Linked DNA regions of Mus musculus: all the other regions are linked to region 3. The links are chromatin contacts, called in public promoter capture Hi-C maps. All regions are on one chromosome and are shown on one strand. The core of a region is the stretch at or near the end of the contact, and the rest is flanking DNA. Distances in the headings are between cores, read along the strand shown. Region 1 holds the start of Macroh2a1 (macroH2A.1 histone). Region 2 holds the start of Smad5 (SMAD family member 5). Region 3 holds the start of Tut7 (terminal uridylyl transferase 7).

Region 1 (3,642 bases), core at 457-2,956, 3.7 Mb before region 3:
CACGTAGTAGAAAGTAAGCCAGTAAGGAAGTTATCATATGTGAATTTCCAGACCAATCTCAGTGTGATACAGTGTGAGCTCTCCCTTCCTGGTGAAAACTATGACCTAGCTCGTAGCAAAATGAGAAAGAGGGAAAGTTTAAAATCTCGGGAGACTCCTCATCCTTAAGGGGAAAAAATCCCCACAAGTTGAAAAGGTTGATCGAGTCAGAGGTTGTGTGTAAGCCCAGTTGCTGTTGCTCAATTGGTCAATTGTGGACAAGCTGTAGTAACTCCAGTAGCGAGTATGAGGGTGTCCATTTCAGAACTAACCGCAACTTTGACTGCACACCTTAAGGTGAACCTACAGGAAATTTAGTTGGGTTTGGACTTTTGTCTTCCACTCCAGCACAGACTTTCAAAACTGGGACTCCATGCTGCAGTGTCTACAAACAAAACACTTCCTCTCTTTTAACAGTAAAACCTCAAACCACAGAGGTGTCAGCAAGAGGGAAACCGAAGAGGAGAACCCCTCTAATTGTCTATTCTTCTAAGCTGTTTTATTAGATCGTTAAAATCTTACAAAGACTTCATAATGATTGTAATTGTTGGAGACGAGATCTGCCTCAACTGCTTGTTCAAAAGTTACACCGTCAAACCTAGAAAACACTTTCCCCTGCATTTCTTCAAAGACTCTTTCAAGCAATCTTCTGCCCAGCAGTGAGATATCGGTGGTCTCTGCAGGAGTGGGCGCTGGGCTCAGCATCTTGCACACCTGTTGTCAGGTGACACCGTCAGCAGCATCCCGCGCCTCCCATCTCTACTCACCCCACCCCCAGAGACTCTCAGCTGTCCCTCTGCGCGCGGGGAGCCTCCAGTCTTCCAGAGTCACCTTAAAAATAACACCTCCCCAGCACAAAGCAAACAAAAGGCGAGCGAGAGCCGCGGGGCTTCCATAGCTCCTCTCCAGCCCGCCCCGGCCTGGGATTCCGTCCGCGAGTGGTCCCCAGGCCTCGCCTGCTCAGGCCTCGCGGCGGGTGCCCCACCAGCCGGCCTCACAACGGCCTGTGGCTCGCGCCCCACTTTATTGTGCCCGGGAGGGCACGCGCGGGCCGGCGGCGCACGAGCAAGTAAACTCTGAGCACAGCAGCTCCGGGCCCGGGCGGAACGGCTGGTCACGGCCTCCGGGCCTCGGTGCCCTCGGGCCCACGCCATCCCTGGCTCTCCCTCCCGGGCAGAGGGGGAGACCCGATCAGCCCCTTGCCCACAAAGCGCCCCGGCGGGGGTAGGGGTGCGTCTCCGAGCGAAGTTGGTTTCCGGGTTTGCTTTCCGAACAAAACCATCCGGACCCGCACGCTGCCCCGGGCAGGGCCTTGGCGGACTCCGGGCGGCCCGAGGTCCGAGGGTAACCGCCGGAGCTTCCCGGGCGCCAGGCAGTGCCCCGCGCGCGGCAGCAGTCGGGCGCGCGGGGCCCAGACGGGGCGGACCGGCAGCCTGCGGCTCCGAGGCCCGCGCGGCACTTACCGGGCGGCTGCACGGTGAGGGGCCCGAGGCCGGTCGGCCGCTTGCGCCGGTCCGCTCCGCACTCCTGCCTGGCCGCCCACGCCTCCTCGCTTCCCGCCCGCGCGTCCCGCGCTCGCGCCCTCCGCCCGGCTCCGCTGGAACCAGTGAACTGGAACCACTCGCGGCGGCCCCGGGATTCCCACAATGCACAGCGCGCCGCTCGTCACATCCCTTCCCGGCCTCGCGCGTCCGGCCACCCCTCCCCGCGCCACTCGGCGCCCCGGCCTTGACCCCGGCCTGCCTCGGGCCGCGGACGCCAACGACGCCAGCCTCGGTTGTACCCAGGCCTTGGTGCTCTGCGCCGCCCCCCCCCCCCGCCCCCAGGCATCGGTCTGCGCGCGGGAGCTGCAGGGGTCCGGCCTCAGAAAGGTGCCTGTAGGTAGCGCGGCTCTGCAAGCGTCTGCTGTGAGCACCTACTGTGTGTCTGGTGTCCCCTTGTCCCCAGTAGCCTCGTCCACAAAGAGGGAGGGTAGAACAATTGCTGTGACCAGGGATCTTCTTCTGCCCGGTCAGCACCAACTCCGCGCCTCAATCCAGCCTCCTGACTTTTTAAATACAAGGCAGCTGTGTGCCCCAAGATCAGCTACCGTAGCTCAACTCCCTTGATCAGTGGGATTCTACAGAGCTGGCCTCAAAGTCTGGTCTTGCTTTGCTCGTGGAATCGGTTAGCTACCTCCACCAAGCAAACGTTTGTTGACTACTGGCTCCAAGTGGAGACTTACTGATTTAAACAGTTGATACTTTTATTACATATTAAGGTGGTGGGGTGGGTGTCAGCCAGAGAAAGGGCAGCAACATCTATCCACAAAACTAAAGACTCTCCTTCAGGCCCAGGCTACACTAGAATATTAGCAGGTTTTTGGTTTGTGACCCTTTAACAGCTGGGCCATCTCTCCAACCCTAGCGCATTTTATAGACACAAAAAGCATTGTCTAAAGCCCCTGGCCCATGCATTCATTATTTCAAGTAAATATCTGGGACATTCTGCACACCATGCATAAACTTGAGTGTAGTTGTGAAATGGTGAACAGAACTGGCAACTCCCACCCCACCCCACTCCACCCTACCCCCATCCCGCTTTCCTGGAGCTTACAGTCTGGTGGGAAAAGAAAGGCAAGAGACAAAGGAATCACACATTACAGAGTATAAATTCTCAGAGGAAACAAGGTAGGAAAAAAAAATCCTAGGAAAGGTAAGCAGGGGTGTATTTGGTAGTCTTGAGGCTGAAGAGATGGATGGCTCCGTGTATAACAGCACTTCGTGCTCTTGCAGAGGGCCAGGATTCTGTTCCCAGGATTCATTTGTGTGGTCCTGATAACTCCACTGGGGGGGGGGGGGGGGCTCCAGTGCACTCTTCTGACATCCATGAATATCAGGCACCACGGGGTGCACATACACACAAGTAGGCAAAACACTCAAACACACAGAATAAAGTAAGTCCATCTAACCTTTTAAAAAGAGCGAGTTTCAGTAAGAAAGAAACATTTCTGGAAAGGCCTGAGGGAGTAGAGGGAGCAAGCAAGCCATGGAACGGGTACTGAGGAGGAGTACTCCAAACATGAAACTCCAAAACTATTATGGGCTGGAGTATGAAAATGAAGTCCAGAAAATGGAGGGGAAATGGCTGGACTTCTTGTCACTGTAGCAAATTAAAGGAACAATTTAAAAGAGAAATGTTTTTATTTTTGACTAAGTTTCAGGTTTTAACCCATAGTCCATGGCTCTAATGACTAGGCCATATTGGAGAGCAGAGCATCAAAATGGCAGAGTGACAGAGGCTACTCACCTCATGGCAAACAGGAAGCTAAGGGAGGGAGTCAGGACAATATATACTCCAGTGATGGACCCTCTGTAACCTAACTCCTCCCACTAGGGCTCGCATCCTAAAGTTTCCAAGATGTCCTCAAGTAGTGTAACCAGCTAAAGACCATGTCTTCAGTGAACTTGAGGTAAAGGTGGGCATTTCATTTTCGAGCCATGATATCTGCTCGTGGGTCCTAAAGGCTCAGGATCATCTCAAGAGTTTCAGTGGTCTTGGTTATTTTCAACGTTGTTCAAACTTTCAAGTCTAAAACCTTGAGACTCCAGGCAAACTCTTTCA
Region 2 (3,511 bases), core at 782-3,281, 3.1 Mb before region 3:
ATAGTTATATATTTATATTATTTATATTACTTATGATATATATTTACAGATCTTGATTCCCACTGCATGCATCATGTATCATCTGGTCAGATCACACTGTGCCACATTTGTTCTTAGATTCAGTTGATTACCCTAAGCAAGACTTCTTTATGCCTCTGGCAAGCCTGACAGTAATCTTTGACAACTGTATACTGGGCCCTCTGAGTTCTACATCCTGTGAAGTTTAGGTTACTTCTCAATTCTCTGGAAGAGTCCTACTGGCTGCTAAAGCCCCCATGCTTCCTTTCTGTGTTATTATCTCTTGTAACTGAGGGCCTGGCCTGAATGTACAAAGCCACCCGAGAGCCTGGAGTCTCAAGTTAATTTGCCCAGTGTGCAGATACACAGTTGAGGAAGTGAAATACTTGCTTTTAGGATTATACCCACGGTTCGGGACAGGACCCCAGTACTCACGAAGTGTTCTTACAAATATGCACACAATTTGTGAAATGATTTTTAATAGTTTCTTGAAGTGAGGAACGGCGCTGATACACACAATATTAAGCAAAGTCGGCTGCAAACATCAGTTCCGAAAAAAGGGCATTCTTTCAGTAGGGTTATAGGTACGTCTGGGAGTTGTAAATCCATGCCAGGCTCCAGAAGCCATGCCTTCCAAGGGCCGGTAACAGCAAAGACTTAACAGCCAGGAATCAGTAAGCCAGGCAGTGTTGGCGCATACAGAGTCCTCCTGCGCAGAGTTTATGATGTAGTAAAGAAGTTTAAGATGGAGACCTGAGATTGCACACTGATGGCCTGTAGGCTATATTGGGACCATGGGCTTGTTTTGTTTGGCTTGTACCAGGGTGAGTCTTCTCAATGTCTAAAAAAGAGAAGGGGAGGGCAGGTCAGGGAGCCCAGGAAAGAGACAAAGAGGCAGCTGATCAGATAAATGTGTGATTTCCTTTTAGTATAGAAAAAGATGCATTTCCAACTTTCTTCGAAAAGCCAGAAGATCTGCCAATAATGGGCGGACACTGCCACATTTCTTCCTGCGGATGGTTGGCTGCAGTCACAGCTGCTGCCTTCCCTTGGTGCTCTCTCTCTAGTTCCCCAGCTCTGGCCGGATTCTCACCTATCACCCTTTGACATGGCTGCTTCCATAAACGCCTCCTCACGGCATTTATTTAATCTCTTCCAAATAGAAACAAGCCGTTGGAGTCTGGAGAAACATGGAAACCGCCGCATTTGTGTGTCAAGTGAGGTGACCCTGGTTCAGGCGGAGGAGGTGGTAATAAAAGTGAGGAGAAACTGTCAGAATTAGGGATCTACAGAATTGATATTGGAGGATGGGATTGACTGGGAAAGGTTAAAAATAGTTCCAATTTACTCAAAAAGAAAACCGGTGTGTGTGTGTGGGGGGGGGGGGGATCAGTTTTAAAGACCTTTAAAAATAAACACGAAACTATTTTAAAAAGCTTTCCCTTGCTGTCCAAGCTGACCGTTTGGAGGGGAAGAGAAGCCAGACAGCCGGATTAGTACAGAGCTACCCTGTAAGACAGCTCGAGCACCTCTAAGCCTCCACTTGCTGAAGCCTGAGAGCTCAAGGCGCTCCCGGCTTCCAGATGTGGGGCGGTGTCCCGTGAACAGCTGGGACTGTGTCCTGAGAAATGGCCACTCGTCCTCAGCTCCGGGTTCAGCACTATCTCCACCTGCAGAGGATTTTCCCCCTTTGGGAGCAATATTAAGGCTACATCTAGTAAGCTGTGTGGTATCTGATGCTCAGCCAGAGGTCTCTGTCTCTTAGGGTTTCTATTACAAATCAATGAAAACGGCGAAGTTGTAGCTGAAGATACTTTTTAACGCTTTAGATTGGCTAGAAAGGTCTCCAGCTCTCCAGAGCGAGGACGACCGTTTCGCTATAAGGCGGGTGAGCTTGGCTAACCCAAGTGCCACTTCCAGGCTCGCTGCGGACAGCAGAAGCCAGGCCTCGGCCACTCCCGACGCGCATGCGCCGGCCGCCGCGGCCCTCCGCCGCCGCCCCCCCTCCCCCTCATCATCCGGGTCCCCGGCGAGCGGGCGCCGAGCGCTTGTCCCGGGGCCGAGCTGCTAATAAAGTTGCGGCGCGTGCACAGCGCGGCGACGGCGTGAGGAGAGCGCGCCTGGGCGGCGGGGAGGTGAGTGAGGGGCCCCAGGGCGGGCGCTCGGGGCCCGGCGGAGGGACAAGCGCCGGCGGCAGCGGCCCGCGTGAGGCTGGAGGCCTAGAGGCTCCCCACGCGGGACCTGACGGCACGGGACGGGGCTCCGCGCAGCGCGGGAGGCCCCGGTGCTAAGGAGGCCCCGCGCGGCCGACGAGGCCGGCGCGGACGAGGCCGCTGCCACCTCGGCGCGCCACCGACGCCCGGGCCCGCGCGCGGAGCCGCGCAGGCGGCCTAGGCCGAGCGCGCGCCCCGCCGCTTTGTGTCTGGGAGATAAGGATCCGCGCTTATCGGTGGGAATTACACTCCGGCCAGCCGGCTGGCGGCGACCCGCCCCTGCGCCCGCCCGCCCGCCCGCCCGCCCGCTCGCCCGCCCGTCACTCTCCGGACGTCGCAGAGGCTCCCTCGCTGCGCTAAACTTTGTGTGAGGAAGCGAAGCAGCTTTTGTCTCTGCCCCGGTCCCGGTGGTTCCCTTGGGCATGCGTGCCCAAGTTCAGACTCCATCCCCTCCCCCTGCCCTTTCTCCTCTGCGCTTCTGGCTGCGCCGAGCCGGGAACCCTAAGCTCTGGGAACTTCCCCGGTGGCGGCCGTCTTAGGGTCAGAGCATGCTCAGTGGCCCGGACTTTTCGGTTGCAGAAGGAGCTGGCGGGGATGGTCGAGGTATTTGGAGGTGTGCCAGCGATCCGAAGCGTGTCTCTGTGTGTGTGTGTGTGTGTGTGTGTGTGTGTGTCCGGTTTGTGATGGCCCCGGCGAAAGGAGTCCCGGCCAACCTGGAAGGCAGGAACGGCCGAACACTGTAGGCTAGATCTTTATCTTGATCGTAAAAGACAGTGTTTCCTGAGCAGCTGGAGGGGGGTGGGGGGTGGGTATTTCTGGCTGCTGCTGCGTTTAGATGGGTGTGGTGCTAAGTATATCTTGTTTATCTTTCTGTGGAAAAAGTTTTGAAGTCTGGTGGAGTTGATCACATCATGCCTGTTGCCTAGCACTATCAAGTGTATGCCTACCTAGCAACGGACACTGGGCGATCAATGGAATTTGTTGGTTGCTTTGACAGAGGCTAAGCGAAAGGGTACATGTGATTTCTTTTCTTTCTGACAGGGTTTTGCTAGGCAGACCTTGAACTCTGGCCAATCCTCCTGCCTCAGCTTCCAAGTGCTGGGATTACAGGGGTGAGCCATCACCAACTCTGGCTGTGTGTTTCTTTTTTAAACAAAGAGTGCTTGGATTTTCTTAGTGTATGGGAGTTACCGTTAAAGTTGAAAACCCAGTAGGTTTAGAAACGCTTAGAGTAGTAGTTGAGGGTTTCTGCTAGATGCCAGCCCATAATGCCTGTTGTA
Region 3 (3,517 bases), core at 349-2,848:
GGATGAAGAAAATAGCACAGACACACAGTCTAGAGACTTGAGGCATACCAGGACTTCCTGCTTCCATTTCTGACATGGCTTCTAGGCTGCTGAGGTCTTTCTGAAACAGCCTTCTCACAGCTCTGCAGCCTCTCCCCTCCTGCCACCTGTAGGCATCGTCACTTTCCTGAAAGGATTCCTTCCTTGAGCGGCTTATGACAGGAATCCTAGGTCCGGGCTTGAACTCTCTCCAGCTGTCTGCATTACCAGCGAGTTCATCAGATAGCCATTTTTTATTTTGATCTTTGTGGTTATCATTCATCCAAGCAGGCTGACTGTAAATTGGGTTTTTAAATGCATATGGATTGCTGGAAACCCCATACAGTCCTTTCCTGGGGGTGTTCCCATAGTTCCCGGGTGATATCTTCTTTTTTGGAAGGCCCTTTTCCATTTTACTGCTATGGCCTTTAGCATAATCATCCATTATTAAATAATCTTGTTGGGGATGGCCCCTTCTGAAATCATCATCATCAATAATTCCACGGTCTTTAGTGCGCTTCACAAAGTAAGGTTTTGCTGTATCTCCCATGGTCTTTGACTTCAACTTTCTTACTTTGTACCTGAAAGAAGGCATTGGGGGAGGGGGGAACAAAACAAAATTGTAAAATAATATCATACCAAATACTCAAAGTAACACACGGGTGCCCTGAAGCCTTTATCTTCCCCCATTTAAAAATTAAATTGTTACCACATTCCTAATAATTAATGCATTCCAGAAGTTACAGTGTTCATAAAAACTGGTCCTTATTTAATACAAAGACTAAATCTGAAGACACTTCTATAGTCTCAGAAACTAAAGAAGTAACTTCTATGTAACGAAAGCACCTCTCTTCAAAGTAAACATCCTAAGTCAACACTGTTACAAAACTCCCAAATCTATTTCTTTTTTTTAAAGTTGGCAATTACTTTTAGGTATCAAAGTAGCCGAAACTATGTGAGCAGATTTCAGTTTCGATCAGCCCCCACTCTAAGCTTCGCTTTTCAACCCGGCGCGACCGCTGGGCGAAGGGACAGCACTTCCCACTAAGGTACCGCTCTAAGGGTCCAGGCTTCCGACCAAGGGACAACGCCAGCTGACTTACCCGACTTCTCAGTCCCCAGCCCCAGACAAGTCCAGTTTCGTCACCAACCACAATCCTCCGCAGGATGACACTCCTTTTCCTTCCCCATTCGGCTGCCCCACCCCTGTGTGCCTCAGTTTCCACCAGCGGAGTCCCCAGGCGAAGGAGGAGGCGGTTCCGCGCTACTGGCCACGAAGCCGCCGTGGGGAATAGGAAGCAGGAAGCGCCCGGCCATTGACAGGGTTCCGGGGTTCCCCGGACCAGGGCCGGAGCCCCGACACAAAGTGAAGACGCGGACTCGAACCCGAGGGCTCCGGGCGCACAGCCGGGCCGAGGCGGCCGGAGAAGGACGGCGCCAACGTACCTCGGGGCCGGGCAGATACGCTTCTGGGGGCGGGGGGAACCCACGGGCCCAGCCCGGAGGCGAGTCCCGGAGGGACGCGACGAGACGGCGCCCCGGAGCACTCACCAGCGCCGCTGCGGTCCCCCGCCGCTTCCTGTCCGGGCCCGGCTCCTCACCGTGTTTTCCTTCAGCCCCACTTCCGGCGCTCAGCGCCGTCTCATTGTGCGCGATTGGAAGACTGCGGTGTCCCCGCCCCGCGCTCCGCGGCTGGCCGGAAGCGCGCACCGGAAGCGCGCGCCGCCCAGGTTCCTCCCAGCGCCGGGGGCGCGCCGCGGGTGCGGGCGCAGAGGTCCGGGGTTGCTCCCTAGCTACCTGCGAGATCCGTCGCCCAGTGCTTTCGGGTTCCCCCGACGCCCCTCTGTGGCTGCTCGGGAAGCTGGGTCTTTTTATAATTCCGAGTGGCTCCAAGTTTCAGTGAGGGCCTTGTGAACGACCTTGAAGGAAGTTCAGCGGCCTAAACCTCTGGATTAAGCTCGACCTGGGGGTAGAAAGAGATTCAACTTTTTTTTTTCTTTAAGAACTAGCAAACAGCCGGAGAGTGGTGGCACATGCCTTTAATCCCACTTGGAGGGAGGCAGATTTCTGAGTTCGAGGCCAGCCTGGTCTACAGAGTGAGTTCCAGGACAGCTACGTCTACACAGAGAAACCCTGTCTCAAAAAAACAAAAAACAAAAACTTAGCAAACAACACAGAGTTGCTTTTTTTTTTTCTAATTGAACATTCATTGTTATCTAAAGTGTCCTACATGCCTTGAAAGCCTCAAGCAACTAATGAATAGAAGTGCTGGAAAAAATAAGGCAGTTTTCATTTCTACCTCTACAAAGTATAAATTTAAATCCATTGGGTTCTTTAGCCAACAGTCTTAAAGTGAAGAATGCATACAGCCTTTGCTATTCCAAGAAACTGTCTTTAAAACTGTAAATAAATACTAACTCAATCCTACTAGTTCAGGAAGAAAGGAATACAATTGAAATTTAAAAAGCAAAAGAGACATAGCTAAATGGTTGATATTCTACAACCAACTTGTTTTGTCAGTTTCCTCTTGCTGTGTGGGTTTGGGGATTTCTGAGTTCAAGGCTAGCCTGGTCTACAGAGTGAGTTCCAAGACAGCCAGGGCTACACAGAGAAACCCTGTCTCGGAAAAAAAAAAAAGTATTTACATTCCAAATGCTGCATCCTGGTTCCCCCCTCCCCCTTCCTTTCCCCAGGACCCCTCCTTTCACCTCTGAGAGGGTGTCCCCCCCCCACTTCATTGCCCAACCCTGGTATCATAAGGCACATCCTCTCCCACTGAGGCCAGACAAGCCTTCCCAGAAAGCCATCTTTCTCTAGGGTCCCACAGCTAGTAGCTGTTCTGAATATAACTTGAGAGTTCCTGTCACTGACAGTAAAAGTTCCATGTATCAGACTCTGACCACCAAGCAATGTAGACGTATTAAGAGAATGAGGGGGCTGAGGGAATGGGTGAGAAGATTTGCTACTTTTACAGAGGAGCAAATTTCACTTCCCATCACCCAAGGTGGTTGCTCACAGCTGTCTATAACTGGTCTCCTAGGGGATCTGACACGAGTGGACTCCACCAGCACCTGCATGCCCACACACAGACACACACACACACAAGGACACACACACACCCTTCAGAAAGGACGAAGGTACATTAGAAAGTACTCTAGGGGAAAAACCAATGGCAAAGCTTGGCCCTTAAGGAGACCTGATTGAAATCCAAACCTTCACCAGCGGGAAGCATGTGTTCTTAGCAGCTCTGTGTGACTTGAAACATACTCTTAAAACATTTGTGATAGCCTCTTATGTAGATGTCTTTTGTTCTGAAAATTCATCGGAGCCAAACTAATAATCTGTTTGCCAGGCAGACAGTGGCATTTCATCGAGTCCAAAGGGAGCTGACGATGCATCATTATATTTATGATGGGCCAAAGCCGCGTCACCACACCCAGGTGAGTAATCTCTGAAGTCCTGGCTTAGGTAAGTCCTTGGTTCCTAGAACCCTAGAGGA

The links. Promoter capture Hi-C pulls out the DNA fragments that hold promoters and counts their contacts.
Region 1: a promoter capture Hi-C map of pre-B cells shows a contact between it and region 3. The contact joins the promoter of Macroh2a1 here to the promoter of Tut7 in region 3.
Region 2: a contact with region 3 is called in a promoter capture Hi-C map of pre-B cells. The contact joins the promoter of Smad5 here to the promoter of Tut7 in region 3. A contact is called at or near these places in 2 of 39 promoter capture datasets (liver and pre-B cells).

Annotation. Positions count from the first base shown.
Region 1 is chr13:56,133,844-56,137,485 of GRCm38.p6, forward strand. Macroh2a1 (macroH2A.1 histone) reads right to left here and starts at 1,707. Exons shown (of 9, transcript NM_001159513.1): 1 at 1,503-1,707.
Region 2 is chr13:56,700,979-56,704,489 of GRCm38.p6, forward strand. Smad5 (SMAD family member 5) reads left to right here and starts at 2,032. Exons shown (of 7, transcript NM_008541.3): 1 at 2,032-2,153.
Region 3 is chr13:59,821,512-59,825,028 of GRCm38.p6, forward strand. Tut7 (terminal uridylyl transferase 7) reads right to left here and starts at 1,599. Exons shown (of 27, transcript NM_001373962.1): 1 at 1,122-1,599; 2 at 49-599. The coding sequence starts at 568.